Linked DNA regions of Pan troglodytes: region 2 is linked to region 1. Evidence: chromatin contacts called from public HiChIP or PLAC-seq data. All regions are on one chromosome and are shown on one strand. Each heading gives the region's core, a stretch centred on a gene start, on an enhancer-like site or on the middle of the called end of the contact. The rest is flanking DNA. Distances are from core to core; before and after follow the strand shown.

Region 1 (4,295 bases), core at 862-3,361:
ATCACGAGGTCAGATCAAAACCATCCTGGCTAACATGGTGAAACCCCATCTCTACTAAAAATACAAAAAAAAAAAAAAAAAAAAAAATTAGCCGGGTGTGGTGGCAGGCACCTGTAGTCCCAACTACTCAGGAGGCTGCGGCGGGAGAATGGCGTGAACCCAGGAGGCGGAGCTTGCAGTGAGCCAAGATTGCGCCACTGCACTCCAGCCTGGGCAACAGAGCAAGACTCTGTCTCAAAAATAAATAAATAAATAAATAAATAAATAAATAAATAAATAAATAAAAATAAAAATAAAAATTTCTTTTAGAGGTGAGGTCTTGCTATGTTGCCCAGGCTAGTCTTGAATGCTGGGCCTCAAGTGATCCTCCCACCTCTGCTTCCTGAGTACCTGGGATTACAGGTGCAAGTCGCCACATCTGGCTAAATGCATTTTTGATTTATGATGTTTTAAACTTATGACAGGTTTATATCTGTACATCAAGATGGTAACAAGCAACATCCTCCCTGGGGCTTCTAACCCTGGAAGGAAACCAGAGCCAATAAAAATGTCTTACATGGCCAGGCGCGGTGGCTCACGCCTGTAATCCCAGCACTTTGGGAGGCCGAGGCGGGTGGATCACGAGGTCAGGAGTTCGACACCAGCCTGGCCAAAATGGTGAAACCCCGTATCTACTAAAAAAAAAAAAAAAAAAAAAAAATTGGCCGGGTGCAGTGGCTCACGCCTGTAATCCTAGCACTTTGGGAGGCCAAGATGGGCAGATCACGAGATCAGAAGATGGAGACCATCCTGGCTAACAGTGAAAACCCGTCTCTACTAAAAAAAATAATAATAATACAAAAAATTAGCCAGGTGTGGTGGCGCCAGCAGCGCTTGTGGTCCCAGCTACTTGGGAGGCTGAGAAGTGGGATGATCGCTTGAGCCCAGGAGGTCGAGGCAGCAGTGAGCCATGACTGCATCACTGCACTCCAGCCAGCCTGGGCGACCGAGCAGGATGCGCGTGCACACACACATACACACACACGAGTCCCGGGCCAGTCACGGTAGTTCACGCCTGTAATCCTAGCACTTTGGGAGGCCCACGCGGGAGAATCACTTGAGCCTAGGGGTTCAAGACCAGCCTAGGCAACATGGCAAAACCCCATTATCTCTCTTTTTTTTTTTTTTTCCTGAGACAAGTCTCGCTCTGTCGCCTAGGCTGGAGTGCAATGGCACAATCTTGGCTCACTGCAACCTCCGCCTCCCAGGTTCAAGCCATTCTCCTGTCTCAGCCTCCCGAGTAGCTGGGATTACTTACAGGTACCCGCCATCATGCTCGGCTAATTTTTGTAGACACGGGATTTCACCATGGCCAGGCTGGTCTTGAACTCCTGACCTCAGGTGATCCGACGGCCTCGGCCTCCCAAAGTGCTGGGAGCTACAGCGCCCAGCCGGCATATTTCATTTTATTATTTGACTCCCCTAGTGAAATGTAAGCTTCACAAGGAAGGGATTCTTAGAACGGTGCCTGGAATACAACAGACGCTCAATAAGTGGGTGTCGAATAAATAAATGTCCCACGCTGAGGCTTAGGTACGTTATGATACTCATTTTACAAAAGAGAAAACTAGGACACACAAAGATTAAGTCATTGGGTCGCACACCTAGTAAGTGGGGGAGGCGAGTCCTCAGCACACGCCCAATAACAGCATTATTTTGATTACTAGCCGCTTACTCAGGCCTTGAGCTAAGTGCTTTACCCTGAATCATCGCGCTCAATTTAGCAATAACCCCGAGCCGGCACCGTCGCGAACGCCACTTTCCAAAGGAGGAAGCCAGGGCCAGACGTTGCCCTGCAAGGCCGGGGCTGGGCCGGGTTCGAACCCGGACGCCTGACGCGCCCTCCGTTCTCCCAGAGGCGTTACCTTGGTGGCCCCCGCTTCCTCCCCACGGAGCCCGGCGCTCACCCCCGGGCCGGGGTCGGGGTCGTGAGCCCACAGCTCAGCCACCATCTCCGTGTGAAGAAACTCAAACAACACAGTATCCGCCATGCCCCCTCCTCGCGCGCCTAAAGATGCGCCCAGCGCTTCCAGCTCTCATTGGCCAGGCTTGGTAAGCCACGCCTCTTGCGTCACGGCGCGAGCCCTCCTACTCCCGCTTCCATTGGTGTTTTAGACTAGCCCCGCCTCCCCGCCCGGACTCAAGCAGTGTGCGCGTGAGCCTGGGACACTAGGGGGCGGGCCTACGCCTTCTCTGGCCACAGGTGGCAACATCTTCTGCACTTACTGCCGTCCCTTCCCTATTTCCGGGTTCTCGAGCATTCCTATTGGCCAAATTACTGGTTACACGTGACATACTCGGCTTTTAAAATCCCTATTTGTCCACTCCAGACTTTCCTCGTCGCACAACCTGGAAGAGCCGGCCCAGCTGCTTCTCTATTGGCGGTTCCTCCATTCATGTGACTCTTCTACACGCTCACTCAAAGCTGATGCTGAGAACTTGCTTCCTGATTGGTAGCCGGGCGAATCCACGTGACTTGGCCGCTAATGCCCGCCCAATCCGCTCCCCTATTGGTTGAAATCGCAGCCCTTCAGCTGCCACGGTGAGAACGCAGCACTCGGGCTAGGAAGCGGATCTTGCAAGCTCCGAGCGTCAGCTGCCGGGTACGGTCTTTGGCGTTAGCGCTTCTCCCATCCCATGAGTGCCCCCAGCAGAGTCCAGTCGGACTGTCATCCTTTCTGCGACTCTGGCGCTGGTCCCGAGCACCTCACGGGCCCGTGTGCTTCCGGGTCTGAGATTGGCATGGTGGACCAGGTGGAGGGTGTGGCCTCTACTAGGAGGCAAATTCGTAAAGAGCTCGGCTTGGGACTCCGGGAACTCGGGCCCCAGATCCTTGTTCGAGCTGGTCTTCAGTTTCCCCATCTGTACGCTGAAGAGCCTGGGGTCCAGTAACCCCCATCATCACCCAGTTTACAGAAGAGGAAACTGAGGCCCAGACGGGGAGCAGCTGACACCAAGTCGTTAAGAGAATCAGCGAAGGGGCTGGGAATCCAGGACCTGCGCCTTTTACCCACCGCGGCGCCGGTCTCACGTGCAGTCCCTTCGCTCTTCTCCCCTAGCTCGGTGCCATGGCGTCCCAGGGTCGTCGGCGGAGGCCCCTGCGGAGGCCGGAGACGGTGGTGCCGGGGGAGGCGACCGAGACGGATTCCGAGCGCTCTGCGTCCTCGTCGGAGGAGGAGGAGCTGTACCTGGGTCCTTCGGGCCCGACGCGCGGCCGCCCCACAGGGCTGCGGGTGGCTGGGGAAGCCGCGGAGACCGACTCGGAGCCGGAGCCGGAACCGACGGCCGCGCCGAGGGACCTGCCTCCACTCGTGGTGCAGCGGGAATCGGCGGAGGAGGCCTGGGGCACGGAGGAGGCCCCGGCGCCCGCCCCCGCGCGCTCGCTCCTGCAACTTCGGCTGGCGGAGAGCCAGGCGCGGCTGGACCACGACGTGGCGGCCGCCGTGAGCGGTGTCTACCGCCGTGCAGGCCGCGACGTGGCCGCCCTGGCTAGTAGGCTGGCGGCAGCCCAGGCGGCGGGGCTGGCGGCGGCCCACAGCGTGCGCCTGGCGCGCGGGGACCTTTGTGCGCTGGCCGAGCGTCTGGACATCGTGGCTGGCTGCCGCCTGCTGCCGGACATCCGCGGCGTGCCAGGGACCGAGCCTGAGCAAGACCCGGGGCCGCGGGCCTAGCCATGATTCTACTTCCCAACCTGACTGCAATTTGGGGGTAGGCCTTGCTGCCTCTGGGACCTGACTCTGTCTCCTGTGTCTCTTATCACCCCCCACCCCTGCTCCCATCTTGGTGTCACCCATGGGGGCTAATCCGGTCCCCTTGGATAATGCTTTATATTGGATATAGTTCAACCCCTACTGTGGAGACCAGGGCCCCACTACCCTTAGATCTGGTTCCTCCCCCGATCCTAACCCTGCCGCCTGGTTCTGAGCCTTCCCCTGGGGCTTGGCTCCAGCCTTTGATACATAGTTGCTCCTTAATCTGTTTCCACCCTGGGGGCTCACCATTTTTTTTTTTTTTTTTTTTTTTTTGAGACAGGGTGTTTATCTGTCACCCAGGCTAGAGTGCAGTGGCAGGATTACTGCTCACTGCAACCTCGACCTCCTGGGCTCAAGTGATCCTCCCAGCTCAGCCTTCAAGAGTAGCTGGGACTGCAGACCTGCACCACCACGTCCAGTTGCCCGGTTAATTTTTTTCTGTCGGTTTGAAGAGGGGAGAAGGTCTCACTATGTTGCCCAGGCTTGTCTCAAACTCCCGGGCTC
Region 2 (4,295 bases), core at 866-3,365, 150 kb after region 1:
CCCAGAAAGGAGAAGGGACCCAGAAAGGAGAAGGGGCCTCCAGCAGCGGTGGGAGACGGGGATGGGAAGCAGGTGGGATTGTGGGAGGGAGATTGGGACCACGGTGAGCTGAAGCCAGGGAAGAGGAACAGGGACCCGCCAAAGACCTTGGGTGCTGCTGTCCAGGGTGGTTGGTTATTTTTAGAATCTGGCAACTGCCTGCCATCCCACCCCCAGCTGCTGCCCCGCCCTACCCCCACATTCCGGGGCTCGGCTTGCACCAAGTCAGCAGGCCCAAGACAGGTGGGCCAGGGTGGCTGGGAGGACACGGGTCCAGGCCTCGGGGCTCAAGGACATCCTGGGATGGCAGCCCAGACCCCCTCCTTCAGAGGATGCCCCCCTAATCCCTGCCAGGGACACCCCAGGAGAGGGCACTGAGGCAAGGTGGTGACCCCCCCCCCAACAAGAGACATAAGCAGAAAGCCCCAGAGCCACACACCCCCACCACCGCAGACTCCCCAGATCACACTGTAAACTGAGTCACACAGTCACACTTCCAAACTCAAGGACATGCCCAGGACACTCATGTGTCCACTACTAAGTCAGATACAAGGTCACAGGGACCCACACAGTAGCAAACGCAAAGAAAGCCTGCGACACCTGCTCTTGCAGACTCTGCTAGGCGACAGACACACCTCCCACGGCTTGTGGCGCCAGTGTTGGCGACAAACTGTAATGAACACAGGCCTGGCTCAACAGCCCCTTGCAGGGGGTGACAGTTGGCAGCTGTCAGGACCCCTTTCATCTCGGATCCCTCCCCATAACCCAAGACTTGTGCCGCAGAAATCACAGGTCCCAGTGCGGGGTTCAGGCAGCCTCACAGATGGAGGGGCCTCCCAGACACACAAGGGTCAACCTTCCCATGCACCGACCTGCCTTTGTATAGGAGGATGTTGGTGGGGCAAGGGGTGACACACAGGCCCTTTCCCAAGCCAAGCCTCTAGCACCCACAGAAATCCCCTACTCTGGCCCCCACCCAGATTCCCGCCCCGTGCAGTACCTGGCTGGGCTGGGCTGAAGGGGGGCTGTCTGTATCCTGGAGGTGACACTGACCCAAAGGAAGGGCCAGCAGCCGTGGCCTTATATAGGGGGACCTAGGCTGTGCTATTGGCTGGGAGGGGTTGTCCCCAGGGAGGAGTTCTGGAGGGCAGCTGAGCCTCTCACCTCCCTGCTCGGGCACCATGCCCACCCTGAACCCAGGCATGCTTTGCGCCCAGCCCCATGGCCTTGTATGGGCTGAGCCGCCCCAGGGGCTGGGCTCACGCCCCCCCACCAAGCTGATACCCTGACCAAGTGCTGAGTTGGGCTGGCGGTGGGGACAGCTGGCCCCCCGCCGGGAACATCGGACGGTGGCTGGGAACGTCCCAAGCACGTAGAAGCCACCGTCCCCTGGCCCCTGAGTCTCCTTCAGCCACCAGCCCTTCCTGTGGCCCTCGGCTCCCCCTGTGCCCCCTGGGCCCTCACCCCTACCCGAGTCCCAGCGGCACCTCGGGGAACCAAGGTGTGGCTCCAGGAGGAGCAGATACCCTGTGAGCTGGAGGAAGCAGAGGCCGGGAGAAGGACCAATTGCAATGGAGGGCAGTCTAACCCCAGAAACCCGCGCTTGGGCGCCCCTTCCTCCTAGGGACTGAGTGGAGGGGAAACTGAGGCTGGCTGAGTTGGAGAGATTCAAACTCAGGGCAAGGGTGGGAGGCGGTGGTCACCCTCCCCCCCACTTAACCCTCGCCCCCTCGGTGCCACTGGGAGATTTCCGCTGTGCGGGGGACAGGGAGGGTCTCGGTCGCCGGGAAAGGAGTTATTTTTAGAGGGCGCTTTGCTGTCTCCTCTGCCGCAAAGGCCGAGACCCGAGGCGCTGGGTATGGGGGGGTTCGGGGGCAGGTGTTGGAGGGGGGTTCGCCACGTGTCCTGGTTAATTATAACCGGGCGTCTCGGGTGTCCTCGGGCCTCGCCTCCTTACAAGGGCAGCCACGGGGCCCTGGGTGGCCGCTCCCACCTCCCGGGGAAGGGGGCTGGGCAGCGACGCCGTTCAGAGCGCGGGCGCCAGACTCGCGCAGATCTGGGCAGAGCAAGCGCTCTCGGCGCCTCGGCTGTGAGCAAGGACTTCCAGGGCTGAGAAGGGGGTTCTGTGGAGGAGAGTACAGTATAGAGGAAGCCGCTTTCTCCTCCTGGGACGCGCCAGGATTGCAGGCTGATCGGGTCTCCTCCTCCAGGGAGCTCCCAGGATTGCGACGAAGAAAAGAATGTCCCTTCCCTCTGGGTTCCTCCCTATCCCAGGGTCTCCTGGGTCTCCTTCACATCTTCTTAGGCAGGTGAGGACTGGCTTAGAGAAAGGGAGCCTCTGTGCCTCTCCCTCAGACTCCTGATCTGAGCGGGGAGGGGAGAGGGGTGCTTTAGAAATATTTACATGGGGCCCAGCCCTTTCCCCCCTTTCCCAGCAAGCTCAGATTGCCAAGGGTCTCTTTCACGGTTACGGAAACTGAGGCCCAGAAAACTAAATGGAACTGGTCTCGAAACAGGGATCTATCAGGCACTTCCTGAGGCTACAACAAAACACAAAACCCCCGCCGTCCTGGAGGTGATAGTGCAAGAGGGTCACAGATGAGGGGACGGCACAGCAGCAGGGGAGGTCGAGGCAGGCCTCTTTGGGAAGATGACATCTGAGCAGAGACCTGAAGGAGAACAGGGAGCCAGCCATGTGCGGCTCTGGGAGGAACAGCAGGTGCAAAGGCGCTGAGGTGAGAATGGCTGGGCACATCTGAGGACAGACAGGAAGGAGGCCAGGGGGCTGGAGCAGATGGGGCCAAGGAGAGAGTGGGAGGAAGAAGATGAGGTTGGAGGGGAGACAGGAGCAGACCCATGGTGCCCTAGGGGCTGTGGGAGGAGTTTTAATCCCATTGTGATTGACAGTGAAAATGTTAGATGGGCCGGGCACAGTGGCTCAGGCCCGTAATCCCAGCACTTTGGGAGGCAGAGGCAGAGGCGGGTGGATCACTTGAGGCCAGGAGTTCAAGACCAGCCTGGCCAACATGGTGAAACCCCATCTCTACTAAAAGTACAAAAATTAGCCTGGCATGGTGACACACGCCTGTAATCCCAGCTAGTCAGGAGGCTGAGGCATAAGAATTGCTTGAACCTAGGAGGTGGAGGTTGCAGTGAGCTGAGATGGCACCATTGCCCTCTAGCCTGAGTGACAGAGCAAGACTCAGTCTCAAAAAAAAAAAAAAAAAGAAAGAAAAGAAAAGAAAAAGAAAATGTTAAATGAACCAGGTATAGAAAGACAAACATCACAAGTTATTTGTGGGATCTAAAAATCAAAACAAGGAGGCTGAGGCAGGAGGATTGCTTGAGCTCAGGAGTTCGAGACCACCCTGGTCAACGCGGTGAAACCCTGTCTCTACTAAAAATACAAAAATTAGCCAGGCATGGTGGGACACACCTATAGTCTCAGCTACTCAGGAGGCCGAGATGGGAGGATCACTTGAGCCTGGGGAGGTGAGGCTGCAGTGAGCTGTGATCGCACTGCTGCACTCCAGCCTTGGTGACAGAGCGAGACTGTGTCTAAAAAAAAAAACAAAACAAAAAACAATTGAACTCAGGGAGACAGAGCAGAAGGATGGACTCCAGAGCCTGAGAAGGGTAATAGGCCAGGTGCAGTGGCTCACACCTGTAATCCCAGCACTTTGGGAGGCCAAGGAGGAAGGATTCCTTGAGCCCAGGAGTTAGAGACCAGCCTCGGCAACATAGCTAAACCCCGTCTCCACAAAAAATAAAAAAAACTACAAAAATTATCTGGGCGTAGTGGAGTGCATCTGTGGTCCCAGCTACTCAGGAGGCTGAGGCAGGAGGATTGCTTGAACCCAGGCAGTCGAGGCTGCAGTGAGCTGTGATCGAGCCACTGCTGCACTCCATCGTGGGCAAGAGAGTGAGACCCTGTCTCACACACACAAAAATTAATTAAAATAAAGGAGTATAATTGGATTGTTTGTAATATAAAGGATAAATGCTTGAGAAGATGGATACCCCATTCTCCACGATGTGATTATTACAAGTTGCATGCCTGTATCAAAACATTTCATGGCCGGGTGCAGTGGCTCACGCCTGTAATCCCAGCACTTTGGGAGGCCGAGGTGGGCAGATCACCTGAGGTCGGGAGTTCAAGACCAGCCTGATCAACGTGGAGAAACCCTGTCTCTACTAAAAATACAAAATTAGCCGGGGTGGTGGCACATGCCTGTAATCCCAGCTACTCGGTAGGC

The links. HiChIP or PLAC-seq counts read pairs in DNA pulled down with a chosen protein or histone mark.
Region 2: a contact with region 1 is called in an H3K4me3 HiChIP or PLAC-seq map of stem cell-derived excitatory neurons, with 5 times the contacts expected there. The contact joins the promoter of CKM here to the promoter of TRAPPC6A in region 1. A contact is called at or near these places in 2 of 7 Hi-C or Micro-C datasets (induced pluripotent stem cells and stem cell-derived neural progenitor cells) and 1 of 1 datasets of contacts at active chromatin or transcription factors (stem cell-derived excitatory neurons).

What each region holds. Positions count from the first base shown.
Region 1 is chr20:48,132,030-48,136,324 of NHGRI_mPanTro3-v2.0_pri, forward strand. TRAPPC6A (trafficking protein particle complex subunit 6A) reads right to left here and starts at 2,112. Exons shown (of 5, transcript XM_016936197.4): 1 at 1,905-2,112. The coding sequence starts at 2,030. It overlaps BLOC1S3 (biogenesis of lysosomal organelles complex 1 subunit 3), which reads left to right and starts at 2,553. Exons shown (of 5, transcript XR_008540937.2): 1 at 2,553-2,642; 2 at 3,099-3,747.
Region 2 is chr20:48,279,373-48,283,667 of NHGRI_mPanTro3-v2.0_pri, forward strand. CKM (creatine kinase, M-type) reads right to left here and starts at 2,116. Exons shown (of 8, transcript XM_001163660.6): 1 at 1,040-2,116. The coding sequence starts at 1,243.